2 separate regions of the Oryctolagus cuniculus genome follow, and region 1 is linked to region 2. A link is a contact called in public Hi-C data. All regions are on one chromosome and are shown on one strand. Each heading gives the region's core, a stretch centred on a gene start, on an enhancer-like site or on the middle of the called end of the contact. The rest is flanking DNA. Distances are from core to core; before and after follow the strand shown. Region 1 overlaps KATNAL1 (katanin catalytic subunit A1 like 1). Region 2 holds the start of HMGB1 (high mobility group box 1).

The links. A called contact is a pair of places that touch in the nucleus more often than the background predicts.
Region 1: a Hi-C map of an unstated tissue shows a contact between it and region 2, with 2.9 times the contacts expected there. The contact joins the enhancer-like site here to the promoter of HMGB1 in region 2. A contact is called at or near these places in 2 of 6 Hi-C or Micro-C datasets (skin fibroblasts and an unstated tissue).

Annotation. Positions count from the first base shown.
Region 1 is chr9:84,324,122-84,330,119 of mOryCun1.1, reverse strand. It overlaps KATNAL1 (katanin catalytic subunit A1 like 1), which reads right to left. Exons shown (of 11, transcript NM_001171490.1): 3 at 1,671-1,839. Among named protein-coding and RNA genes, the nearest start is that of KATNAL1, 26 kb to the right of the region's middle. Within about 2 kb of position 3,644, at least 3 of the 8 cell types and tissues checked have an H3K27ac peak or open chromatin away from gene starts, as enhancers often do.
Region 2 is chr9:84,090,654-84,096,019 of mOryCun1.1, reverse strand. HMGB1 (high mobility group box 1) reads right to left here and starts at 2,811. Exons shown (of 4, transcript NM_001171281.1): 1 at 2,662-2,811; 2 at 2,363-2,508; 3 at 1,806-1,980; 4 at 625-801. The coding sequence starts at 2,811. The coding sequence ends at 625.

The sequences.
Region 1 (5,998 bases), core at 2,395-4,894, 230 kb before region 2:
AATTCTTCTCTGTGTGACATGAAATTAAAGGCTAAAGTTCCTCACACTATTTGAAATTTTACCTAAAAGCTACCAGTAGAGTGAGGACTGCATTTCAGTCCTCATGTTATTCTCCAAAATGCAATCAGGCACAGAAAAAGCAGCAAAAGATGATACTTAAGATACAGATTGTCAAGTATGCATTTACCCAGCTTTTCACAATGGCAGAGAACCTGTTCAATTTCATCAGCAGCAAAAATTGATTTATTAGTACCTCTCACTAGTCCCAAAAAGAATGTGAGATTGAGTCACTATTTTATGACATAAAAGTTCCAAGAAAACTACAAACATTAAAAAAAATATCAAGGGGCAGGCATTTGGCATAGCCATTAAGACACCCACACCCTGCATCGGAATGCCTGGATTCAGTTCCCAGCTCCATTACCAATTCCAGCACCCTGGGGGACACGGGCAAGGGCTCAAGTTCTGTCACCCACATGGGAGACCTGGACTGCGCTCCCAGTCCCTGGCTTCAGCCAAGCCCAGTCGAAGCTGCTGTGAGCATTTAGGGAGTGACCAGCAGATGGGAAATCTCTGTCTTCTCTGCCTGTCACTGTCTTTCAAACAAATAAACAACAGAAAAAAAAAAAAAAAAAAACTGACTTTTGTCCTGCTGAGGCAGAGATGTTGAATACACCTTTGAGTCTATCTCATGAAAAGAAATATTCAGAAAACGTCAGTTTTTTTTCTATCAGTACTAAACACTCACAAGGCTTTTAGGAAGTCGGTCTTATAGTCCTTAACTACTGATCAAAATTATTTGCAGTAAAAAAATACTCAAATACAGCATAGCATTTTGAAGGATAACCACTTGCTATAGGTTATAAATTATATCTTCATTATACATATCACAGCATGAATGTGATGGCAGCTCCTGTGATTACTAACTTGTAAAATATTACTTCTCTGTGGCCAAACAGCTCATCATTCATTCATGATATCATGATGCAAATGGGAAGCAGTGTCACCCTGTTAGTCTCTCTTCACTAAAAGTAAGGCTAAGAGATATATCAGATCATCAGAGCCAGCTCCTTACTCTGTAAGGGGATCTTCAACCCACTGTTTTGAAATCGGTTTTAAGGGCAACCAGAATTTCCTCCCTGTGCTGTGCTTATTCACCTCTCAATTTTCCAAGTAAACAAATATGCACAATGAACACTAGCCAAGAAAATCTTCTCATTAAGAAAAAAAAAATCCTGATCCTGCTCTATCCTATAATTTACAGATAAGTCAGAGATTTTTTTTTATTTCTAGCAGTAGTAAAACACATCATCCCTCTTATTCTGTGAATATACACATATACTCTTATAAGTCTTTTCCCTACAATTATGTTTCCCTTTATTGTCCATTTTAACTCAAAAAACCTTTATTAAGATCATTTTCAAAACAGTTTTAAAGCTTTCTTTTGAAAATTACTACAAAGGGCACAGTTCACTGGAAGTTTTTCTGTGTGTTAATAGGTATTTCCTATACTTCTTGCATGGCCTTCAAAACACAAAGACCGCATAGGCCTCGAATCAGACTTCAACTCTTCCAGTCAAAACCACATTACCTTGAAAAGCCAACAAAAAATCCCAATATCCACCAAAAGGCATGGGCTTCAAGTGAGGGGATCACAAAGAGAGTCTTGCCTTGTCATCTCTCCCTCTCGCTCTGCAGTCCTTGTCCCTACTTGCAGAAGGCTTCTCACTCTTTGAGATAGGATGTGCTCGGCCCACAGGTCCCCGGGCTCCCACTCCCGCCATTTCTTTCCTCAGAGGTCTTACTTCTCGATTCGGGCGCCTGATCTGAGGTGGAGCTCTGACAAAGAAAACAAAAACAAAAATTAACCAGAGATACTCGTATTTCAATGTCATCTTACTCAATCAAACTGTTAAAAACTAAAATCCCAAGATCTCATTTTTCCACTTCTTATCAATTCATGGCCACAGATATTAGGTTGGTTTTAAAGATTTATTTTCTCTAAAATATACTGGTTGATACAACTATTAAACACTCATACATATAAATGACACAGCAGCAATTATTGTGTCAAAAGTAACTATTAATCACCAACAGAGGGCAATACAGACTATTCTTATTTAATAATCTCAATAGTGTAATGGAAAGTCTATAACTTTAATCATTACTGTCCCAAACAAAGAATAAATAACTTTTTAAAAAGCATTAAAAGCTTTTTTCTGAAAGGACAGGAATTTGTAATGTCTATTTGCCCAGTTTACTAACTTACTTTTTATAATGATTTTCTCTGCTTCTGTACCGCAAAAAAAATCAACATTTCATTCGTCAAATTACACATGGTAGGGCTTGACAATGAGATCTCATAAACAAAGTGGTTTATGTGAAAAATACTGTCATGCTTTGAGAGTGTTAAAAATCACAGGATTGTTAAATTATACAGGCCTCCAAATGTGATTGAGACTTTTGTTAAGTATATCAACACAACTATGCATACAAAGTAACATGTTTTGTTACATGAACATGACAACAGATCTCTTTCATGTTGGAAAGTTTGGACTCTCTTGGCAAAGTATTTACCAGTCTCTCTTTGGGTCTTGAGTGAGGGACCCTATCACCTTGTGTCTAGTCTTAGTTCTTTCTTGAAGTGTCACTACGTCTGTGTTCTGAGTACATCTTCTTTCTCCATAGCTTTTCATTGGATCTGCAGCCCTTCGGGTCCTATATCTATTCCTTTCTCATTCCTAAGCCATTTCTACTAACATCTCTTCTCCAGCTTCAGGCTTGTAATTCACCTAACTCATCATGGAGTTCTGTTCCTGGTATCTAAAAAGATGCACAGGTACCCAAGTCAAGGAATCCACAAGACTGGAAGATGGATGAAAAGCCAAGAAGGCTGAAACTCATGGCAAAAAAGGTAAAAGGCAAACCCACTGCAGCTCCAAGTACAGCATGTTCAGGCTGCTGGAAACTGCAGAGGATTAGGATGAAGAAGCACAGTGAGAACACACGCCCATCCTGCCATATACCACATCCTGCCATCTTAATTTTTGGAGTTCAGTCCAGTTAAACAAATATTTACTAAATGCCCATTAGGTAGTATATGGCCTCTACTATGCTGGCCCTACATGGAGACAAAGATAAATCAGAATTTTGTGAAAGAAATCCATGGGAAAATAGTGAAGAATTGTGCATAGTAAAATGGCCACGGACATTCTGAAATTCAAAGCATTATTATTTCATTGGTTCTAGGGCATTAATTGTCTTTCAAGCTTTCTGTCAATAAAATAAAAATGTGATGAGACTGGTAAAGAATAAAATGCTAAAAATATTAGATTGCCCTGTTATTTCAGAGCAATCACTGTTTTCTGACTCAGTTTTGTTTTGTTTTGATGAAGGGCTAGAAACTTTATTTATGTGCATATACATAAATGTCTTCCCTGAATCATATTCCTGGGTATAGCCAAAGACAATCAAATGAGTCCAACACTCTCTTGCACACAGAACACACATCACATTTGTCCTTTTGTTAGCAGCTGTGCCCGCTATTTAAATAGCCCCTCGTTGTTTGTGGTCCTGCTTTTTAGACTCCACGGCCAGCCTGAAGCCTCTGCTCACAAACAGCAAGCCGAGCCCTTCGAGCTGCAGGCCTGGCTGCTCCCCAGCTGCTGGGGCTGCCTGGTCAGGCCTGGCTGCTTGGGGCTGCAGCGCAGCGAATCTTGAGACATTCCTTCTGCCTTCCCAGCCTGTGCTTTCCCCAGCCCGGCTGGTGATTTAACAGCCACTTAGGAGCCCTGCTGTAGTCCATTTTGCTGCATGCTCAGCTCAGTTAAGCTGTGTTGGAGAAGAGTCTTTTCAAAGCTCATATGCGGGTTGTGTTCCAAGCGTCTGCTGCTGCTGACCTCATCCTGCCACTCAAGGTTCCCATGGTCTCCTCAAAGAGCCGAATGGACTGCTGCAGAAGCCAATGTGCCATCTGTGTCAAGCGCCGTGTCTCACAGGAAGCACGCCTGCGTTTTCTAAGTCTTCAGTTCCATCTCACTGCGGTTTGATATTACATCTGTAACAGACTCTGTCAACTTCCCAGCGGAAACCCGTGATTCTGTTCTGTACTCCTCTGTCCATCAGTGCATCACTGCACAATGTCATGCTTCAACTGAAGGACCCAGTGACAGCTGCCGGCTTATGTAAACAATAAAATTCTCAAGGCTTCTCTTACTAGTCTCTCTTTAGAAAGTGACTTTAGGGGTCACACAGCATCATTGACTGCGTCCCTAATGGCCAAACCGGCCAATACTGCACTAGCTTAGAGTATTTCAAATACAGAATAATTGGTTAGATCCGCAGATAAAAAAAAACATGTGCTCAGTTCTCTATCTGAGATTTCCCTACAGGAATGGGAAGACAGAGCCTTATTCAATCACAGGCAGATAAACCGGATTTCCTCCAAATTCCAATACTCCAAGCTATATTAAATGGTAATATATGCAAATGCCCTTAGCACTGCTTGCAATAAACACCTGGAAATAACCCAAGTGTCCATTATCAGAATAGATACACAAATTATTAGATATTTACAGAACAGAATGCAATACACAAGTGAATGTGAACTACAGATACATGCAATAACAACAGATGAATCTCAGGACTGTAATGCTGAGTGAACAAGCAAGTTCAAAGAATATATACACTGTGACTGCAAGCAAAATAAGGTATAATTTGGTGACACAAGCATAAGTAGTCAAAGTGTAAAGAAAAGCGAGGGAAAGGTAAATTCCCGAATTCAGGACAGTATTTCTCTCTGAGCAGTGAGGGTAAGGCAGATACCTAGGTGCTATTGTACTTTGATTCTTCAATCTTACAAACTGTAAATGCTTGTTTTTTCTCCTACTCAGTATTTCATAACATTTTGAACAGCAAATATATTACAACTCTAGTCAAAAGATCTGGGGAGCTAAAAAATGAAACACCAGGACTGCTACAGTTTGGGGCATGATCTAGCAACGGAGACTCGGAGTTCACATCCAAAGCTGAACCTACGGGGTGTGAGCCTGGCAAATCTCCATGAGAGACTGCGCTGCAGAAACGGGACTGTGCGTCTTCCGGCACCACTTTCCCACGGTCCTGGGAAGTCCACGGGAAAGAGCCTGCTTTTGAAGACTCCTTCGTCCCACACCATATTAAGAAGCAGGATCTCGTGCAGCCTCACGCTTCTGTCTGACAGGTGTAAAGACTTCCGCTGAAGGAGCTACTGTGCCTGCTTCACTTCCCCAACTTTGCGGTTTGAAATTATTTTAAGTTCTTTGGTTACATCTCTCTGTCCATATATTGTTAAAAATTGGGCATTAAAGTAGGTAATCTGGAACAGAGATAATTTTTGTCTAAGAATACAAGCCATGGTACTTAACTTTAAAAATTTCACTGCACCATTAATCTGTATAACTTAAGAACTGAATAAAGAGGAAAACACCTTTCTCCACAGTTAATAAAGGTAAAAAACATAAGTTCTAAGCAGATCACACTCATATTTTCACTATAAGGACTTGGAGTCACTATTTAATACCTCTGAATCTGAGTCAGTAGGCAAAACAATTTTATATTGATTGAAATTAAACATTAATGATTTTAATGTCCATTCATCACACATTATTTTTCAAATCAGTAAATACCTATTAGATACCTAGTAAGTACAAGAACTAGGCTGAATGTTACTGCTGGCATAAAAATAGTGCAAATACTATTCTGACCTGTCCAGTGAAGCACAATGGTGATCTGCAATAACCCCCAGATCTGGACTCCTAAACCTGGATACCTTTTTACTCCTAAGTCTACAAACTACTGATCATTATCATTTAACCTCTGCAAGACTCACACTGTCTGTAAACAAAAAAGATACTTCACAAAACTGTGAAATTTTAAGTTTCTTTGAGGTATAATATTTATATGATAAAATAAACACATATTTACACAACAAAAAAATCTGTAGCATGAAACCACAAGT
Region 2 (5,366 bases), core at 1,562-4,061:
CTTCTATTACCCCATCATGATATGCAGGGTGTGTAGACAAAAGCTTTTTATCTAACTACATGAAAAGAGAAAACACTGTAATAATTAATGTGATCCAAAATTGGCAAAAGACTAGCTTCCCCTTAAGAAGAAAAATTTCAGACCTATGAAAAGGACAACAATACTAATAAAAAAAATTGTATTTACTTAGAAGCATTCAGAATGTCAACAAAACAGCTGCAACTTTTTTTTTTTTTGCAATTACAGAGTGGTATTCAGTTAACAGAACAACAATTATTTCGTATAAGCTGCATCAGAGACAACTGAAGATGAAAAAACTACCGTCCCCATATATAACTAATTTGTGCTGTGCACCAACAAGAACCTGCTTTAAATTTCCATGCCAATTTACAACCCCCATACTGTACCAGGCAAGGTTAGTGGCTATTGAAAATACCACCAGGACAGGGCTATCTAAAGACACATTCGGTAGTGTGTTAACTATACAAAAAAAGACACTGTACAGTTTAAAAACAAATCTTACACAGCCTTACATTTCAATTTTTTTTCTTTAAAAGGAGTGAGTTGTGTACAGGGGGGTTAAATGCTTTATAGACAAGAAAAAAAAACTGCGCTAGAACCAACTTATTCATCATCATCATCTTCTTCTTCATCTTCATCTTCCTCGTCTTCCTCTTCCTCCTCATCCTCTTCGTCTTCTTCATCCTCCTCCTCTTCCTTCTTTTTCTTGCTCTTTTCAGCCTTGACGACTCCCTTTTTCGCTGCATCAGGTTTTCCTTTAGCTCGGTATGCAGCAATATCCTTCCAAAATAAAGGCAGGAGAAAAAAGGAGATGGGGAAGAGAGAAGAGTTAAGTAAAAGGGAGAAAAACAGAAACAACATGGCAGAACTGAGAAAAACTAACAACTCAGTTACCCGGAAATACCACGTATCTATACCCACTTCAACTTCACAAATAAAAACTGCAAAACATGCACATCAAGTACTGAGCTAATTACAATCAACAACCTGTGACTTATGAAATGGTCTAATATTTGCAGAGCTGTGCCTCACTGAGGTGTAATCATGTACCGCATCCCAACTCTAGTTTATTACAACCAGATCGCAGAGACTTTGATTAAAGGGTAGACACTGCCACCTTCTGAATGCAAAAATGCATTCTACAGGTTTATACTGCCAGACCCCAACTCACAGCAGAAAATGCTAACTTCAAAAAAAGGGGGCAACTTTTCAGTAAGCATGCAACTGGATTAAGAAACATTTAGAAATACATATTTTTTAAGAATAAATAACTACAAAAGCTAAAATTTAACTTCAAGTACTTAGTATTTCAATTTAAAGTATAGGAGATATAGCTTTTTTTTAAGCTACACAGATCAACAAACTTGAAATTTAACCATACAAGCTTTTGTTGTGTTATCTAAAGGAACACATGTTTCAGGGCATGTCCATGAAACCCAGAACTGGTATTAACTTTGTCCAGCTTAGTTTTTTGTTCTATCTGATCATTTTAGAACAGTAATTGCTCTTGCAAAGTAATCACCAAAATCTCCACATTCATAAATTTGGAGACAATGTGGACTATCAAGACCAACTTAAATATACAGCCTTTACCTATGCCTACAGTTTTGATTCTCCATATTTGAAATACGGAGAAGCACTTCTTAATAGTTACACTAAACACTATTATAGCTCGAACTCTTGGAAATCCATAAGGAAACAGGAAATCAGGATGAGGAGTCCAGCATGATCATCCAACACGTGGCACGTCCGACACCGCACCAGCAAACCCACACACTTCTTACCTTCTCGTACTTTTCCTTCAGCTTGGCAGCCTTCTTCTCGTAGGGCTGCTTGTCATCTGCAGCAGTGTTATTCCACATCTCTCCCAGTTTCTTTGCAACATCACCAATGGACAGGCCAGGATGCTCTCCTTTGATTTTGGGGCGATACTCAGAACAGAACAAGAAAAAGGCCGAACTGAAAGAGCAATGTGAAGATGTTAAGGAGAACAGATCACACACAAATGCTATCAAATGGGGACTGCAGCACTAGACAAACCGCTGCCTACTTCTACTATGCATTTAAGAAGGTGCAAATATTAGCATATGCTAACTAACCCTCAGCTACCCAGAACAGCGTAGTTTCTTAATTTAGCCTAGTTAGAACTCCAGAACATCTGCAAAGTATTATTTTTCATTAAATAATAGGACAAAATCCTATTAGGGGATGCGCTCAGCAAAGGATGCGAGTGTCTAATTCTACGCACTCTGCTTCACACCCCCATCCAACTGTTTTAGTTAACTACCAAATTTGACCATAAGACACATCTTCAAAACTTAAAAAGAGGCAAAATACTTACGGAGGCCTCTTGGGCGCATTGGGATCCTTGAACTTCTTTTTTGTCTCCCCTTTAGGAGGGATATAGGTTTTCATTTCTCTTTCATAACGAGCCTTGTCCGCCTTTGCCATGTCTTCAAATTTTCCCTTCTCTTTAGCAGACATGGTCTACAAAAGAATTATTTGTAAGCTAAAGTTGATAAAGAAGTTTTACTGTTTATGGACGCACATTATGAAAATAGCCAGCTAGCCCCCCCCATCCTAATTTGGAAATCATTAACTGTTTTATGATCTTGTTGGTGTGCTTTAAAGGCCTCTTACCTTCCACCTCTCTGAGCACTTCTTAGAAAACTCTGAGAAGTTGACGGAAGCATCTGGGTGCTTCTTCTTATGCTCCTCCCGGCAAGTTTGCACAAAGAATGCATATGATGACATTTTGCCTCTCGGCTTCTTAGGATCTCCTTTGCCCATGTTTAGTTATTTTTCTTGTGGAGAAAAAAAAAGTGTTTGCACGTTAGCAATGAAATGGTGACATTTAAGAGCTTAAAGTGCTTAGGGTCTGCACGAAAATCAAGGTACCAGTTACAGCAATGGTAGCCAATTCCTAGAAGGGGCTACGCCAAGTTAAAAAACAAAAAACGAAAAAACACCCGATCCTTCGGGGAGCGATCTAAGTCCAGATACAAGGGCATACACACACACACACACACACACACACACACAGTATTCGTGATTCAGCTGCCTGGGTCTGTTCTGAGTCCCTCAGCCCAGTCATCCAAACAGGTCTGCAAATTCCCAACACCCTTTTTAACCAACAAACCCAAAGGTCAGAAAACTCACGCTGCCCATGTGTGGATCTGCCCTAAGCAAAGGAACAAGCGAGCCTGAGTGTGAGTAAACCCTTCCAAGTGAGGAGGCCTAAAAAAAAAAAAAAATCGCCCTGCATCTAAAGTTTTCCCAATTGCTTAAAAAAAAAAAAAAAATCCTCTTTGCAGCAAACTTCGCCGGGAGCAGGGAGGAGCCGCGGGGCTCCTGCGCGAGCGCCCGGGCTGGGGCGGCGGCGGCGGCTCCGCTTCCTATCGCTTTGGCCCCGAGATGTGTTTCTGCCCTGACTAAACACGTCCGGTCTGAAGTTTCTCCGAGTAAACAAGGATGAGGGACAAAAGCCACTCCTGCGCGGGGCTCGCGGGCCCCCTCCCCCGCTCCCGCCCCGACGGGGGCGCGTTGCTCGGGCCCCTGCGAGTTGGGGGGACTCCCGCGCGGGGGCCCGCAACTCCGGCGGGCGGCGGCGGCCGCGCGCCGAGGCGAGGGCCGGCGGCAGCGCGGGCTCGGCTCGCAGGCCCGAGGCCGCCACGTGCGCCCGGAAGGCCCCGCAGGCTCGCTCGCGCCGCCGCCCCCATTTTGTCAGGCGCGGCGCGCAGGGAGAGAGAGAGAGAAGCCCCGCTCGAAATGGGGGCTGGCTCCGCCCGCGGCCGCCGGGGCCGGCGCACGGAATGGCCGCTGCGCGTCTTCCCCGCCTGCGCCGCCGCCGCCGCGAGGGCGAGCGCGAATATGGCTCCTTCCCTTTGTGTGTGTATGTGTGTGTGTGTGTGTGTGAGAGAGAGAGAGCGCGAGTGTGTGGTGCGAGTGCGGGCGGCGGCGGGCGGGGTGCGCGCCGCGCTCTGGCGCACACACTCGGCCATTACAGGCCGGGGGGAGGGGCGGGGGGCGCGCGGCCGGGCCCTCCCCCCACCGCTCCCCTCCCCCCGCCGGGTGGGGGCCGCCGCGCGCGGGCCCACCCGCCCGCCGCTCCCCGGCTCCCTCCGCGCGGCCCGCGCGCCCCGCCGCCCCCGCACGGAGGACGCGGGGCTGTGAAAAGAGGGAGGAAAAAAAAAGTTGCCTCGGAACTGCTGCGCCCAGCTCCCCCGCCCGCCCGCCCGCCCGCCTTGTTTTCTCTCCAGCCAGCAGCGCCGGGCCCGAGTCAGCCATGTTCCAGCGAGCGCAGCGGCGCCGCTCCCCCCCGCCGCCGCCGCCGCCGCCGCCGCGCCCGGGCCGAGGCCGGGGCCCGCACCGCCGCCCCCGGCCCACCCGCGCCGCCCTCGCCCGCAGCGGCGCGCCCCGCCCGCCCGCCCAGCGGCCCGGCCCGGCCGCGCTCCCCGCCGGCGTCCGGGCTCGCTGCGGCGGCCGCGGCGGCCAATGCAGCCCGGGAAGCGCCGCCGCTGCCCGCCGCCGCCGCCACCGCGCCGCGCCGCCGGCCCCGCCGCCCCGGCCGCGCTCCGCGCACGCCGCCCGCCCGAACGCTCGGCCCGGGGGGCCGACACACGCTAACAATTTTAATTAAAAAAAAAAATTTTTTTTTTGCGCCAGTCAGCGCGGACGCCACCGGGGGTGGAAAGTCGTGGGGCGCAGGGCTCCCGGCGCCTCAGGCAGCCTGAGGGCCGGGGCTCCGGCGCGGGGCAGCGTCCCCGGCGCCCCGGCAGAGGCTCGCTCCGTGCGCAGTTCCCCCCACGGTCCCCCCTCATTTGCCTTTGTGTGGATCCTGACCCGCCGGCTCCCGGCCGCGGGGATCCGGCCGCCGCGCGGGCAGGGGAGCTGCCGGAGGCGCTCTCCCCGCCGCGGCGCTGCCCCAGACTCACCCTCAGCGAGGCACAGAGTCGCCCAGTGCCCGTCCGGCTCTCACTTGCCCCGGCGCTGTCTCTATGGAGCTCAATGTACTGCAATGGCTGTGAGAGCGGGAGCCAGACGCAGCCTCCTCACTCTCTCCGCTCTGTAACATTACTCTCCAGCCAGCGCGCCTCCTATTGGCTACCGCCAACTCACGGGGCCCGCTCATTGGTCCGATACCTCCCATTGTCCTGACCAGAGCCCGTTTGCTATTGGCTGTCTCCGGGGACACGTCATCAAGGATTGAAACAGCGCGCAAATCTGAATGTGTGTGTATGCCGGGCAAAGAGGCTGAGGCGGGAGAGGCAGAGGCAGAGGCAGCAGCTGCTACGGCAAAGCAGAGCTCTATGGTGTATGTGTGCATGTGTCTAACCCAAGCCAGC